2 separate regions of the Gossypium hirsutum genome follow, and region 2 is linked to region 1. The links are chromatin contacts, called in public Hi-C maps. All regions are on one chromosome and are shown on one strand. Each heading gives the region's core, a stretch centred on a gene start, on an enhancer-like site or on the middle of the called end of the contact. The rest is flanking DNA. Distances are from core to core; before and after follow the strand shown.

What was found. Hi-C and Micro-C count contacts between places; a contact is called where the count stands out from the background.
Region 2: a contact with region 1 is called in a Hi-C map of leaf, with 5 times the contacts expected there. The contact joins the promoter of LOC107897635 here to the promoter of LOC107897666 in region 1. A contact is called at or near these places in 3 of 34 Hi-C or Micro-C datasets (hypocotyl and leaf).

Annotation. Positions count from the first base shown.
Region 1 is chrA11:38,217,721-38,224,990 of Gossypium_hirsutum_v2.1, forward strand. It overlaps LOC107897666 (probable inactive receptor kinase At5g10020), which reads left to right and starts at 4,217. Exons shown (of 3, transcript XM_016823191.2): 1 at 4,217-5,512; 2 at 6,622-7,270. The coding sequence starts at 4,576.
Region 2 is chrA11:38,951,506-38,958,775 of Gossypium_hirsutum_v2.1, forward strand. LOC107897635 (programmed cell death protein 2-like) reads left to right here and starts at 4,145. Exons shown (of 8, transcript XM_041081950.1): 1 at 4,145-4,379; 2 at 4,718-4,807; 3 at 4,913-5,010; 4 at 5,676-5,980; 5 at 6,283-6,517; 6 at 7,069-7,270. The coding sequence starts at 4,287.

The DNA of each region.
Region 1 (7,270 bases), core at 2,967-5,466:
TACCATTGGTTTGTAAAATTACCGAAATACCCTTGGTTTGTAGATTTACCAAAACACCCTTGTAAGGTGAAATGACTAAAATACCCCTAATAGGTAAAAAGACCGTTCTGCCCCTCCAAGGTATATGACTCACTGATAATACAATTTGATTGATTTGACTTTGTTTTGACTGAGATTGTATGACTATGATTGGACTGTTGTGACTGTGATTTGTATGATTTTGTATGCCATGTGTATATTTGCTACATTCATATAATATGATGTTGCACATGGGTGGGAATTATGAAACGGAGGAAGAAATTGAGGATCGCATGGTTGCTTGATGACCGTGGATCCATCGAATTGAGGATCGCATGGTTGCTTAACGACCGTGGATCCGCCGATTAAGGATCGTATGGTTGCTTGACGATCGTGGATTCGCCGGTGGCTTTTAAGCCCAATATATGATTATTGACGACTCCGTGTCGATCATATTTACCCGAGGTTGTGTGTTGATTATATTACCGTCACTGATGGCTATGTGCCTAACATGATACACCTATCGATGGCTTAAAGCCAATTATTCTGATTATGGCTTTGTGCCAACCTATATATGGCTCTGTGCCAACCTAATTATAGTTGTGTGCCAAACGTATTTGCCTAAGGCTATGTGCCAATATATGATTATTGACGACTCTGTGTCGATCACATTTATCTAGGGTTGTGTACCGGTTATATTACTCTAGTTGATGGCTATGTGCCTAACATGATGTAGTTATCAATGGCTTTGTGCCATTGTGCCATTCTACTTACGGCTTCCAGCCGTCCTGTTATCTGGCAGCGTTGCTGCAATATTTACGGCTATGTGCTGTCTTGTTTAAGGCTATGTGCTGTCCTATTTACGGCCTTGAGTTGTTCTGTTGACTTAGTGCTGCAACCGGTGCTAACATTGTAAGTGTAGGGATGGCGCGAGTGATTTATTCCTCGCAGGTAGTGCAGGGTTGGACAGAGGCAAGTGCAGGGTCGGATGGGATGGGTTAGCATACATTTTTGCATTATGCATATGGTTTGATTCTGACAATGGCTGAGACCCAAGTGAAATTGTACTAGGCTTTGGCCCACACACATTGTTCTGTTACTGTAATGGGCTCCGGCTTAGACTAATTCTAAACTCTTTCTATTTACTAACTGTTTTAGTTTAGGAGGGGATTACACACTGAGTTTTCATAAACTCACCCCGTTTATTAATTGTGCAGGTAATCCCAGCGTTAGGTGGATCGGTGTCGCAGAGGGACTCGGAGACGACCACACAACTGCACATGTTTTCTATTTCGTTTATTTAGTTAAGCACATTGGTTTTTAATTTGGGTTGTATTAAGGCTTCTTTACTTTCTTAACTTTTTATTTGGGAAATTTATTTAGTACGCTTAATATCTATTAAAAGTAGGACGCGGTTTTCCAAAACAACAATTGGTTTTCAAAATATCACGTTTCCTCAACTGTTTAAAATTAAGCTTCCACAACAAGAAAGGTTTTAAGGGAATTAACGTTTCATAAGTTTTAAAATGGCCAGAGGTTTTAAATAGTAAGAAGGGTTTTCAATGAGAACATGGTTTTCGAAAAACACTTCAAAATGACATGCCAGATTCGGGCCTAACTTCTAGGTCGAGTTTGGGGAGTTACAACAATACCCAAGAAAAAATCCACCTAGACTTCACCTATTATTCTGAATTTGAATTAAACAATTTATTCACTTGTGCCTTGATCGTAGAAATACCTAAATTATGTTAATATCTCTTTCGAGAGTAAGAACAACTAACTCTAGGTTGATTAATTGAAATCTCTTTCTAACAACTGACTCTAGGTTGATTAACTGAAATCTCTTTCTAATTAAAACCCCTATTGTCGCATTAACTCGATCTGTGGATTCCCCTATTAGATTTGACTCTAATCTTGTAGATTTTTTTCATTCTATTTCTAGGATTGCATGCAACTTCACTCAATTATGCCAAATTTACTATTAAACAAGGACTTTTGCTCCACTAAAATAAGCACATCACACTTGAATTAATATCCTAAAAATATTAAAGTAAGAAATAAACATGCATAATTGAGAACAAGAATCAAGTATTTATCATATAATTCAGAAAATAAAATAATAAGATCCATCATAGGTTTCATCTTCCCTAGATATCTAGGGAATTTAGTTTATAATCTGGGACGGAAACATTTCAAAATTAGAATAACAACAAGACATAAGAAATCCAATAAAACTACTAAGGAAATTTGAATGGAGATTTTCAATCTTAAAGGAGATTACTTCTAAGTTGATTCTGGTGGTGTTCTTCAAGTAATTTCTTCGTTCTACTCTGCGTCCTCCCTTTAGTCCTCTTTTAATATGTATTTATAAACTTTGGAATGCTCAGAAACCCTAAAAATTAGGTTTTTTTCGCATAAAAGAGAAGCAGGATTCGAAATCAATATGGGCTAGCACAGGGGCATGTGGCCAACTCGTGTGGCTCACATGGGCGTGTGCCCAGCCCATGTGGAAGTGCCCAGGCCGTGTGGTTCTTGAAAATAGCTTTTTTGTCCGATTTTGGCCCATTTTTCGCTCCTTTCACTTCCTTATGCTCAACTAAGTATGAAAACATAAATTTAAAGGATTAGGAGCATCAAATTCACTAATTCACATAATAAATCATCCAAAAACATGTCAAGCATGGGATTAAAACATGTTACTTTTATGGTTTGTCAATTATCCATACCTTTGATGAGAATTTGATGGATCCTATTCGAATAATTAATAGAGGGAACCCCATTTATAGGAGACTTCTATATGTCTCTTTCCAGGAAGTCAAAGTCTTCCTTTTCCTCTGAGCCATTACTAACAGTTTTGGAAGGATACCCTACAAGCTTGTCTCTCCAAGAGATCTATTGTTCAGTGGATAGATCGATCAGCATATCACTGTCCATAATCTCATCTTTATCTCTGAATCGAACTTTTTTAGAAATTAAATCTTCTACAGATGAATCCTCATTACCAGCGTTTTCACAGAGAGAAGACATGAGAATTGAGCAGTTACCCTTTTTCCATTTTAAACAATATAAACTATTAAATTAATAGGATTCAAGTAAGAATCTTTTAAGCAATATTGGTAATTTTAAAATCAAATCAATATTAATTTTAAAATTTTGAAATAATATAATTAGAATTCCAAAATTATATATTAATAATAAAAATGATAATAACTACATGCAAATGCAAAATTTAAAAGACATTTGAGAGGTTGTTTTATTTAGTGAAGGAAATAATATAGAGAGTTTTAAAATATTTTTTTAATTATATTTAATGTGGGTTTTATTTTTACAAATATTTTAATAATAATTTATATTAATCAATAAGTACAATAAAGTAACTATTATTTTAATCTACATTTGTTTTTTTAAATAAGAAAAAAAATATTATTTTACCTATTTTTAGCAAATAATAAAATAATGGTGTAATCTTTCATAAAAAGAGAATTTGATTTACCTTTATTTCATTTTTTAATAATTTACAATATTAAAATAATAAAATATATAATTTTATATATTTTATAATTAAATTTAAATAAAAAATAAAAAAATTATTTAATTAAATTTAAGCCGAGCCAAGAACATAAAATTTAATTAATACACACTTAATATACCTTTATTTTTAATTTTTTATATTTACTTTAATTAAATTGAATTAATCAATCAAATTTATAAATCATTGAAATAAAGATAACATCACATTTGTTTATTTAAATTATAAACTCTTTATCAATTTCATGTTAATTTTTTTATATATAAGAACATAAAAAAATATATTTAATTTTTAAATCATTTTAATATCATATATTCAAACTAATTAATGAAACATTTATTTTGTTAAATACTTTTTATAAAATTCTAAGTGAAACGTTTAAATTTTAAAAAAAATATTTTAATATATTTTAAGTAATACACATGGGTAAAAAAATTAGTAGTATAATGAGGAATAGTGATTAAGCAGCAAGTTAATAAAGAGATAAGTTAAATGATAAATTTCGATTAATTAAATGATTAAATTGTAAGTTTTCATAAATTAGTAATCAAAGTATAAATTTAGTAATAATTGAGTACCATGAGTGTAATTTAGCAAAAAAACACGTAAGTTCTAACAAGTGAGCGAGATTTGGGGGAAAGCAACATCAGTTAGTAGTAGCTAATAAAGAAAAGATTAAAGAATAGCGGGGGCAACTAAGATTATTAGCATATTATCATATATCTCCTGCAAGCAAAACCAAAATCCGAAAGAAAATAAAAATGGAAAGAAAATCGACAATTTCTCTCCCTCTTTCTCTTTCTTAGCTAAGGTTGTAAGTTGTAAGGCCTTTACAGACTGTACTTACCATTTTCCCACCAGCCATCTTTCTCTAACTCTATCCCCTACCCCCCCCCCCCCATTGTTGAATTTAGTAAAAAAAACAAATCGCGTTGAGGTTTTTTTCCCCTCTCCTTTGAAAACCCTAACTTGCTCTTTGTCTGTCACGCAAAAGCTTCAGTTGCTGGGTTTTCTAATCAATGAATTAAATGAATCTCCCTATTTCTTTCGCTTTCTCTTCTTATCTTCTTTTGTTACTGTTGTTTTCGGGAGTAGCCTCTGCATCTGGCTTCGACCCGTCGGAGCTCCGATCTTTACTCGAGTTCAAAAAAGGCATCAAAACCGATCCCTTTGATAAGGTACTCTCCGTATGGGATCCGGATTCCCGACCCGACCCTACTTCATGGACCGGCGTCACCCGCGACCCGAATTCTGATTCTATCGTTTCCCTCAACTTAGATCGTCTCGGCCTTGTCGGAGACCTCAAGTTCCACACTCTCACTCCCCTCAAGAACCTCCAAAACCTCTCCTTGTCAGGTAACGCTTTCACGGGTCGGGTCGCACCCGCATTGGGGTCGATAACCTCTCTGCAACATTTGGATCTGTCCAATAATCAGTTCATCGGCACGATCCCTGGCCGGATCATGGACCTTTACGAGTTAAATTACTTGAATTTGTCGGGTAACAAGTTCGACGGTGGGTTACCGGCTGGGTTCCGAAATTTACAGCAATTAAGAGTGTTAGATTTACACAACAATGCGCTTCGAGGCGATATAGGCCAGTTATTCACTGAGTTAAGGAATGTTGAACACGTTGATTTAAGTTATAACGCGTTTTATGGGGGCCTGTCTGTGGCAGTTGAAAATGTGTCTAGTTTGGCCAATACAGCGCGCTTTGTGAACTTGAGTCATAACCAGTTGAATGGTGGGTTTTTCAAAGAGGAAGCGATTGGGTTGTTTAAGAAATTGCAAGTTTTGGATTTGGGTGATAATTTGATTGCTGGGTCGTTGCCAAGTTTCGGGTCTTTGCCGGGTTTACGCGTTTTGAGGTTGGGAACAAATCAGCTCTTCGGCCCGGTGCCAGTGGAGTTGTTAGAGGGCTCTGTTCCGCTGGAAGAGTTGGATCTCAGTCGCAATGGATTTACTGGTACTGCTTTTTTTGTCTACGTTTCCTTTTTTTCTGTTTATTTATATTTTATAATGAAGTTTGACTATGTAGTCAATGGGCTACTAATTGTTGATAGATGCTATTTGACGATACAAATTAATGCTAATATTTAATTTTATGGAGTATGATTTTCCATGAAAGCAATGTCTTTTTTGTGTCCAGAGAAAGTAATGTTAGTTAAACATGCACGTCCCTTTTTTGTGCCTTTTTGGTTTGAAATATGTACTTACTAGTTGTCTTGTCTAATATTTGAGTTTTATTAGAATTGTACGAACTTGAAGTGATTTCATGGAGTGCTACTCTCTTTTATTTCATGAGTTTTGGGGATTGAGTTTTGAGTGTAATAGTGATCCTTTAGTCAGATTGTAAGCTCTTTGTAATTCATGGTCTTAAAAAACTTGGGGGGAAAAAAGATTCTTGAGTCATGTTGGTTACTTGAATGTAAAGTTGAATATTCCATCTTGCAATAAAACAATTGTGGGATCTTTAAAATACGAAAGTTCAAAATAAAAAGGCATCATGGCTGTTCCTGTAAGCTCTAGAGTGTAAACGAAGGAAAGTGTTTTTGTTTGTTTGTTGCTTTATATGCACTGTTTGCCTTTCGATGAAAGTGTGATGCACTCTTCTTGCGTCATAAACATGCTCAAGACTACTTCAAATGAAATACAATGCTTGCTTAAGGGGATTCAAGGAGTGTATCAATTATTCACCTTCTGATATGCTCTAATCTTCTTGTGTTTTGTTGTAGTGATTTAGTCAATGCAGAAGATTTTATGTACATGGATATCTGACAAATGCGAATCACTGAGTGTCATAAATGAAACATTTAACTGTAGCAGAAACCAGTAGTTTAGTCTTTGTGTTAGTGTTACATTGATGGTAAATATTCTTGCTATGTCAACCTTGAATCCCTATAGTGTTTGTCCTTTGAGTAAATTAATGTTGCACTAATTCTCCTGTGCCCATTTGCTGAATGCATATCTGAAGTTATTTGATATTTTACATCTCACTGAAATTCTCCTGAGCCCATCTGAATGTACTGAAATCCGAATTTATCTGATATTTTATATCTTTCAAAATCTGTACAGGTTCAGTGCGTGTAATTAACTCTACAACTTTGAAAGTTCTGAACCTTTCTTCTAATCAGTTGTCTGGTGATTTGCCTTCATCTCTAAGAAGCTGTGAAATAGTCGATTTAAGTGGCAACACGATCTCTGGTGACATATCTGTTATGGAGAACTGGGAAGCCTCTTTGGTTATTCTTGACTTGAGTTCAAACAAGTTGTCAGGAAGCCTGTCAAACTCGTCTCACTTTGAAGACTTAAACACCTTAAATCTTAGGAATAATTCCCTTACCGGTGCATTGCCTCCTCTATTGGTTACCTCTCCAAGATTATCTGTTGTTGAACTCAGTTTTAATCAACTCACTGGGCCTATTCCTGGTAGTTTCTTCACTTCTACAACATTGAAAAGCCTGAATCTTTCAGGAAATCATTTAAGTGGAGCAATTCCTATTCAAGGTTCACGTGTTAATGAATTACTTGTTATGTCATCTTATCTGCAAATGGAGTCTCTTGATCTCTCCTACAATTCTTTGACTGGTGGTTTGCCTTCAGAGATTGGTAATATAGCTGCCCTCAAACTGCTGAATCTTGCAGACAATGACTTATCAGGCCAGTTGCCTAGTGAATTAAGCAAACTTAGTAATCTGGAATACCTTGATTTATCTGGAAACAA
Region 2 (7,270 bases), core at 2,895-5,394, 730 kb after region 1:
AAACATGTCACCATTTTTCAATTTTACCCTTAATTTAGCTTGGTCTAGCTTCAAGGGTCCTAAAACTACAAAAATTAACAAAAATAAGAGCTAGAACACTTACATGCAAAGAGTTCACTGTACAGAACCTTGCCCTCCTTTCTAATGGTGTTATTCTTTCTTTCTTTTCAGTAGAACCGAAAACACTTGGAGAAGATGACTAAATTTTCTATATTTTAGTCAAAGTTTACTTAAACTCTTAAAAACCAAATTACCCTTATGACTACATAAAATTCTCTTTAACAACTACACCCACTATCGTCCATTCCCATTTAAAATGATTTAATTATTACTTAAATCCTTCAACTTATAATTTACGAACCATTTAATGCTTTTAATTATTACAACTAACTTTTCAACATTTTACAATTTAGTCTTTTCTAATTAATTAACTAATCAACATCTAAATTGCTTAACAAATTTTTAATAAAATCCTTCAACAACCCTATAAACATTACTTAATAAATAGAACACTGATTCATTTATTAGAATTAAGATCCCGAAGCCATCGTTTTTGATGCTACAGGAAACAGGTCATTACATCACCCTTGTTTTGAAAATTTTCCATTATTTTTTTAAAAGTTTCCAATTTAGTCCTTATTTGTTCTCGGGGTCAACTTAAGAGCTTTCGTAAACTCATTTAAGACTTGATCTTGGTTGTATTTCACATTATTCATAGAATTATGACATGATTTGATGTTTAAATTAATTAATTGCTTTAAATGGTAGGTGTTGTATTTTTATATATGTGGTAATATTTCGTAGTTTGGGTTTGGTGATCGAGCTTGGCGATTGGTTTGAATTACGAGGGGTTACATATTATTTTAAATTATTATTATGAGTATAATGATTTGTATCTTTGAATTTTATTGAAGCAGGAACAAGAAGTGTTGGTTTTGTTCACATAACAAGTTTATTATCAAGAACGTTAAGCTCGATAACTTCAAGTTATAATTATATGGTAGATATATGCATATGATAAACACATTTATTTAGGTAGAATTGCTAATGTTAATATTATCTACTTAAATTATAGAAAAACCACTGAATATTTTACTCAGCATACGGATTGCTTTCTCCATGTGCAAGTTAGATGTCTCTCTCCTTCTCCTCCTCCTCTTCCTCCTCCTTCTTTTTCTTTTTCTTATTTATTTGGTTAATTGAAAGTCTTTTAAGCCTATTAGTTTAGAGTTCTAGGATTTTAAATATTAGAATGTAAATTAAGCATTATAGATTTGTAAATTTTAAAGTAAAAAACGTGTTTACTTATGTGACATTGACATGGTGTAACACCTGAATTTCTAATAACTTGAAATTAAGAATAACTAAGGGACTAAATTGAAAGAGACCGCAAGTTGGTGGCCTATATTGAAAGAAATGGAAAAGCTAGAAACCGAATTAGGTATGGTTGAGATTCAATTTTGGTTTGGTTAGAATAGAACCTGTTGATTCCTTAGTGGTAGACATAATAATTAGCCATGGACGACTCTCATAGGATTACAGGAAGGTTTATAAATAGTTGGGAGATGGCTTCTCAGGGTTGATTTTCTTCCCGATTCTGATTCAGTTTCTTTCGTTCTTCATACTCTTTAGTAGCTCGAAGAATGAGTAGCCACGGAAGGTTCTACATGGAGTAGACTCTATGAGGATAGGGCTAAAAAAGTAGGGAAACCAACAAGCGGGTAAGGTTCTTAACCCTTCTGTATACATAGGGAGAAGTTTATAGACATCAAAACTGTTTTAAGGGTTTTTCATGTCATAAAATTTTAAGTTGTTAAGATGTAGAGTAAGTTTAACTAGTGGGTTTTTTTATAGTAAATTGCTACCTGGAGAATGGAAGCTCCTATACTCGAGAGAAGAAATAAGTTATGAAGATGATAGAGTTTAAGGTAAGTTCCAGACTCCAAACTTACTGTTAGGTTTACTACTGTTTAAGTATGTCATGTTTGCATGAGCATGATAAATGATGATAAGAACATGCATTGCATGTTTGTGGGAAAAACCTTCATGGGATAGATGAAGTAAGGAAGGGAAATGGAGAGATAACTTTTAGTTACTACCTTGGATGAAGCTCCGGACCTGGCAGAGAGAACACTTGAGTGTTCGACCATCAAGGTTAGGTTGTGTAAATGAGGTAATGATAGGAGGATTTGGGAAATGAGATAATGGAATGGTATTTACCGAGACGACCGTATCGATTGGTCCTTTAGGGTAACACTATAATGACGGTATATGGCGTAATACAATAGATGAAAGAGGCTATGGTAGTCTGGTATAAAGTACATAGCATGAGACCATGGATGAAAGATGTCATGGTTGCATTATACATGGTAATGATAATGGTGTAAGACCATAGATGAAAGACACCATGACATCAAGGTAAATGGTATAAAGTATGCGATGTAAGACCATAGATGAAAGACGTTATAAAAACTAAATTCAATGAGTAAGACCATGGATTAAAAACTCTATGGCATCACAAGATAGTACGTCGGGAGGGCAGATCAGTATAAGATCATGGATGTATGACTCCATGGCATCTACAAAGTAAATCCATCAGGACAGTAAACACGAAACAAAGTAAGTCTACTGGGATAGTAAACACAAAACAAGTAAAGTCCATCGGGACATTAAACACGGGCTCTGTTCGTAGGAACATGAGAAAAAAAAATAAGAAATGTCAGGGATATGAGAAGTAAGGAATGAATTTGTCGAGATAGCGAAGTGTCAGGGATACAGTCGAGCAAAGAATTCGACTAGAGGAAAGTTTCATAGCAAGCCAAGTAGCTCGAAGGATTGGATGGAGCCCGCCACCCTAACAAGGTAAACTTGTCATAAGTGAACAGGGAGTAAATTTATATTTAATTTATTTTACGATTGTTTACCCTTCTGTGATAGGGTTAATCATGATCGGTATAGGAACTCACTAAGTTCAATCGAACTTACGAAGTTAACTAATGTTCACAGGACTTGTGAGGGTGATCGAGGACTAAGAAGAGGAACTAAACCAGGTAAAGTGAAGATCAAGGATCATTGTTGGATCGAGTCATGCACATAGGAAAAGGATACAATTGGAGGCTTCCCCATAGGATTATTAACGATGAAGCCCGATAGCACAATTAGAATTTGGATTTTAGGACACATAGTCTTTAGTTAAGGTTTAAGATTTGTAAAATGGCCATTGTAAATAAAAAAATCATATTAGAGATAAGAATATAAGAGACTAAGCATTTGGTGGCTTAAGGCCTTAGTTATAAGAACTATTATTTTTAAATTTTATAATTTTAATTTAGACTGTTTTATAGCAGTTAAGCTAGCAATTATTAAGCATAGGTCCATTTGTGACGCTCTATACCCGGATCCGACAGACGGGTCGAGCATGGCGTGTTACACGTAGAAAACATGTTGGCATTTAGTGATACTATTTGTCATATGATACTTCCATCATATCTTTAATGTCAAATAACAACATAATAATTAAAATGTTACAAATCGATAATGTTACTGAAATTAAATTTTGGTGACCAAAACTTAGTTTAAACTAGATGTGTTCATGGGTCGGATCGGGTTAGATTTGGGTTGGATCTAAGCATGATATTAATATACTTTATACTTGCCCAAGCTTGGCCCAGCCCGAAATATGGGCCTAGAATTTTGCTAAAATTTTACTCAAACCCGCTCATATTTCCAAAAGATTAACCCAAGTCTATTTTAAGTCCGTCCATATTATATTTTAAAAATATTTATATTATATTATTTTAATATTAATATTTTTTTATTTATTAAAATTTTTTATATAATCATCTTAACATTATTTTAATGTTTAAAGTAATATTATATATTTAGTATAAATTTATTTTTTAATGTATTATAAATAGCATAATATAAATTATTATAATATTAAAAATAGATCAAATTTATTTAAACCTTAAACAATCAAGCTCGAATCTAACTCGTATTTTAAAAAGAGTTAATTTTTTTTTGAATTTTTTTTATCAAACTTTAATATTTTTTACCAATTTTTTTTTAAAATCTGGACGTGCGCTGGAGGAGTAACTTACCCAATAAGTCTAATTTAAATAATGCATAAATCACTATTTTTTTTAGTTTAACCAAACTTATATATCTCTAACATTTCCCGACTCACTCCCATCTCATACTTTCTCTCCGTCTCTGTTGACTTGGTTGTGGAGAAACCTTTTTTTTTTTTTCGAAGGCATCAGTTTACATCGCTATTTGAAAGCTTGATGAGTAGGGTTGTGCTAGGCTTGCCAGGGCCATGGGCTGAGGATAACCGTGAGCCCTCTGATCATTACACTACCAAAATTGGTGGACTTCCTGTATTTCTCCTTCTCCCTCTTTTCATCTTCATATGTATTCATGTCCTCTGCTAGTTCAAGCCCTTCAGCTGAGTAAATCAATCTTTGTGGGTTTTCAAGCAAAGCATGAAGAAGGCTATCTACAAACACATGGGTTAATGTAGTTCGGATTTTGGGTCGTCTTTTGATCCTTAAATTAGTGTGGGTTCGGAGGATATTTAAAGCTTTTGTGCTCCCTCACTAGCCTTCAGCCTTTTCCTTAGACATCTACTCAGCTAAACCTAGCAGAGGACATCAACAGTTAGTTTTTTTTTTCTGGGTTATGTTTTTCTATACCTTCAACTTTGTTCTTTTAACAGGATTGGCCTCTTCCTATAGAGGCTTTGAAGTTCAACCCTACACTTATTCACTGCACACAATGTGGAAGTAAACTCTGTCTTGTTGCTCAGGTTTTTCTTATTCTAACTCTAATGCATTTTCTTCCTGTTATTGTCGACAAAACTTTTAACATTTGAATCCAATAAATTATATTATTTGGCTAAATTCCTGTTAAGGTTTATGCTCCAGTTTCAAGTGGAACTTTGAACGTAGAAGACCGTCTACTTCTTGTTTTTGGTTGTGTGGCACCAAATTGTGGTAGCTCTTCTCTCAGGTTGTTTCTCTGATTTGTTTGTTTGACCCTTGTTTATCATTGAAACATGATTCTTTTAACTGCATAGGTGTTATGTTCTCTTTTAGTCAGTGTTGTCAAGGCGTGTTCTTAGGTGCGCCTGCGGCACTGGACAGCAAAATCGCCTTAGACCCTTTCAGGAAAAGTCCATTTAATCAGGCGCACACCTACTGCACGTAGGCACCTATTTTTGTAAGGCGATAGCCATTAAAAAAGCCTTCCTAATTGAAGTTATCCTTAATTTCTTTTAATTTTCACTTTTTTTCGTTAGATATGCCTTAGTAAAAAGAGGATAGTACCAGACTCTAATACTTCTTAATATTTGAGTATTCAACAATAGACATTGACCATAAGGAAATCAAGTATATTGACCAATAAAAAAAATGCATGTTTTGTAGATAAACTAGACCAGACTTTAGAGTTTATTATAAATCTCAAGCTTTATATTACATATAAAAGTTCACACATTTACATATTGCACATTACTTTTCTCAGGCTAGTGCTTTTTTTTGCCTTGTGCGTTGCGCCTAAGGCAAAGTTAACTAGTGCTTATAATGCACCTTGTGCCCATCACACACCAGTGCTTGTAGTATGAGAATAATGGCTACTTAGATGTATACTTTAATTAATGAAATATAATTATATAGTTGGCGAGCTCTTCGGATTCAGAAAGTGGAAAATGAATCAAAGGAATCATCCTCCGCTGCTACTCTGGATAAAGCTCCTTCAGCTTCATCTCTTGTTTCTGTTCCAAAAACTAACTGGTGGGAGAATTTGAGTGATGAGGATAATGAAGATTTGGATTTGGAGGACTTGAGTAGAGCATTTTCTGAAGTGGCAAGCTTGAGTTCTGAGCCCAAGAAGACAAGTAGCAACCGGAATTCTGAGGGTGCTGTGAAGCATTCTTTGTCTTTAATTGCACAAACAAGAGGGGTTGATACTGATACACCAGGTGAGGTTGCCCTTATATGATGTATGATTGCATGTGATAGCTTAAACTCTACAATCTGTTCTACAATTAAGTGTCGTCGATGCTAATAATCACATCACAGCCAAGTTCTTCTCTACACTGTGGCAAACACTGCAGTCTCATTCTTTCTGTTTCATATATATCTTGTATTGGGTCTGGGGTGTTGCATTTTGATTTTAAAGTTGCTTTAAATTGCGATCTAAGTTTCTTTTCTTCATGTTGTTTGTATACTAATTTTGTTGTGCTAAAAGTCTTGCTGGATTCATTTTGTTCCTTTATTGCAGTGATGCCATGCTTCTACATTTATAGTCAGGCAGAACCATCATCAAAGGATTTTTCTTCTATGTGTTCAAATCACTTGTCACTTTCGGTCAAGGAGAAAGAAGGTGATGTTGATGATCATGGACAAGAAGAAACATGGGAAGCTGAAAATTATGAATATGATAAGGCTCTGAATGCTGACAGGACTTATCTCAAGTTCAAAAAACAATTGGATGCTTCTCCAGAGCAATGTTTTAGGTAATTTAGGGTTATTTGTTGAATGTCTATGCCGGAAACCCTTTTATAAATTGGCATATATGGACGACCTCTCATTACTGTCACCAGTATTAATGCAAAGCTAGAATGATGCATATTGTTCCTTATTGTATATTCATTGTTTCTTTGTTGCTAGCCCTTTGTTATGGCTCTAAAAGTTCATAAAAAAAATAGAATAATGAATGTACTCGAAATTTAAGGTCATATACAATATTTCTGAAAAGGTCTTGCAATGCGGTTAACCTTTTCTTTTCTTCTCAAGGAATCCCTGGTCAAGTTTATCTGCTTTTATGACTTACTGTCACCAAAACGAAAGGAGAATGTAACCAAAAGAAAATTGGGAAGCAATCACTTTGTTATCACCCAGATTACCGCAAAGTTTACACTGATTCCATTTGTAATTTGATTTGGGCACTGTTACACATTATCATTCTTTTCTGCAAGTAGAAGGGGAAAATGGAGAAAAATTAAGTTTTGATATCTTGATGTCTCAAATAGAGTGTTAAGTTTGTTACGGATCTTTATGTTCTCAGATATGCATTCGGTGGGAAACCTCTTCTGGCTACAACAGAGGTGGATAATGCTGGGAACTGCGGACTTTGTGGTGCATCAAGGCACTTTGAACTGCAGCTTATGCCCCCATTAATATATTTTCTGCAGGAAGTTGATGATTGTCATAAAGGTTCTCTGGAGAACTGGAACTGGCTGACTCTTGTTGTCAATACCTGTTCCAAG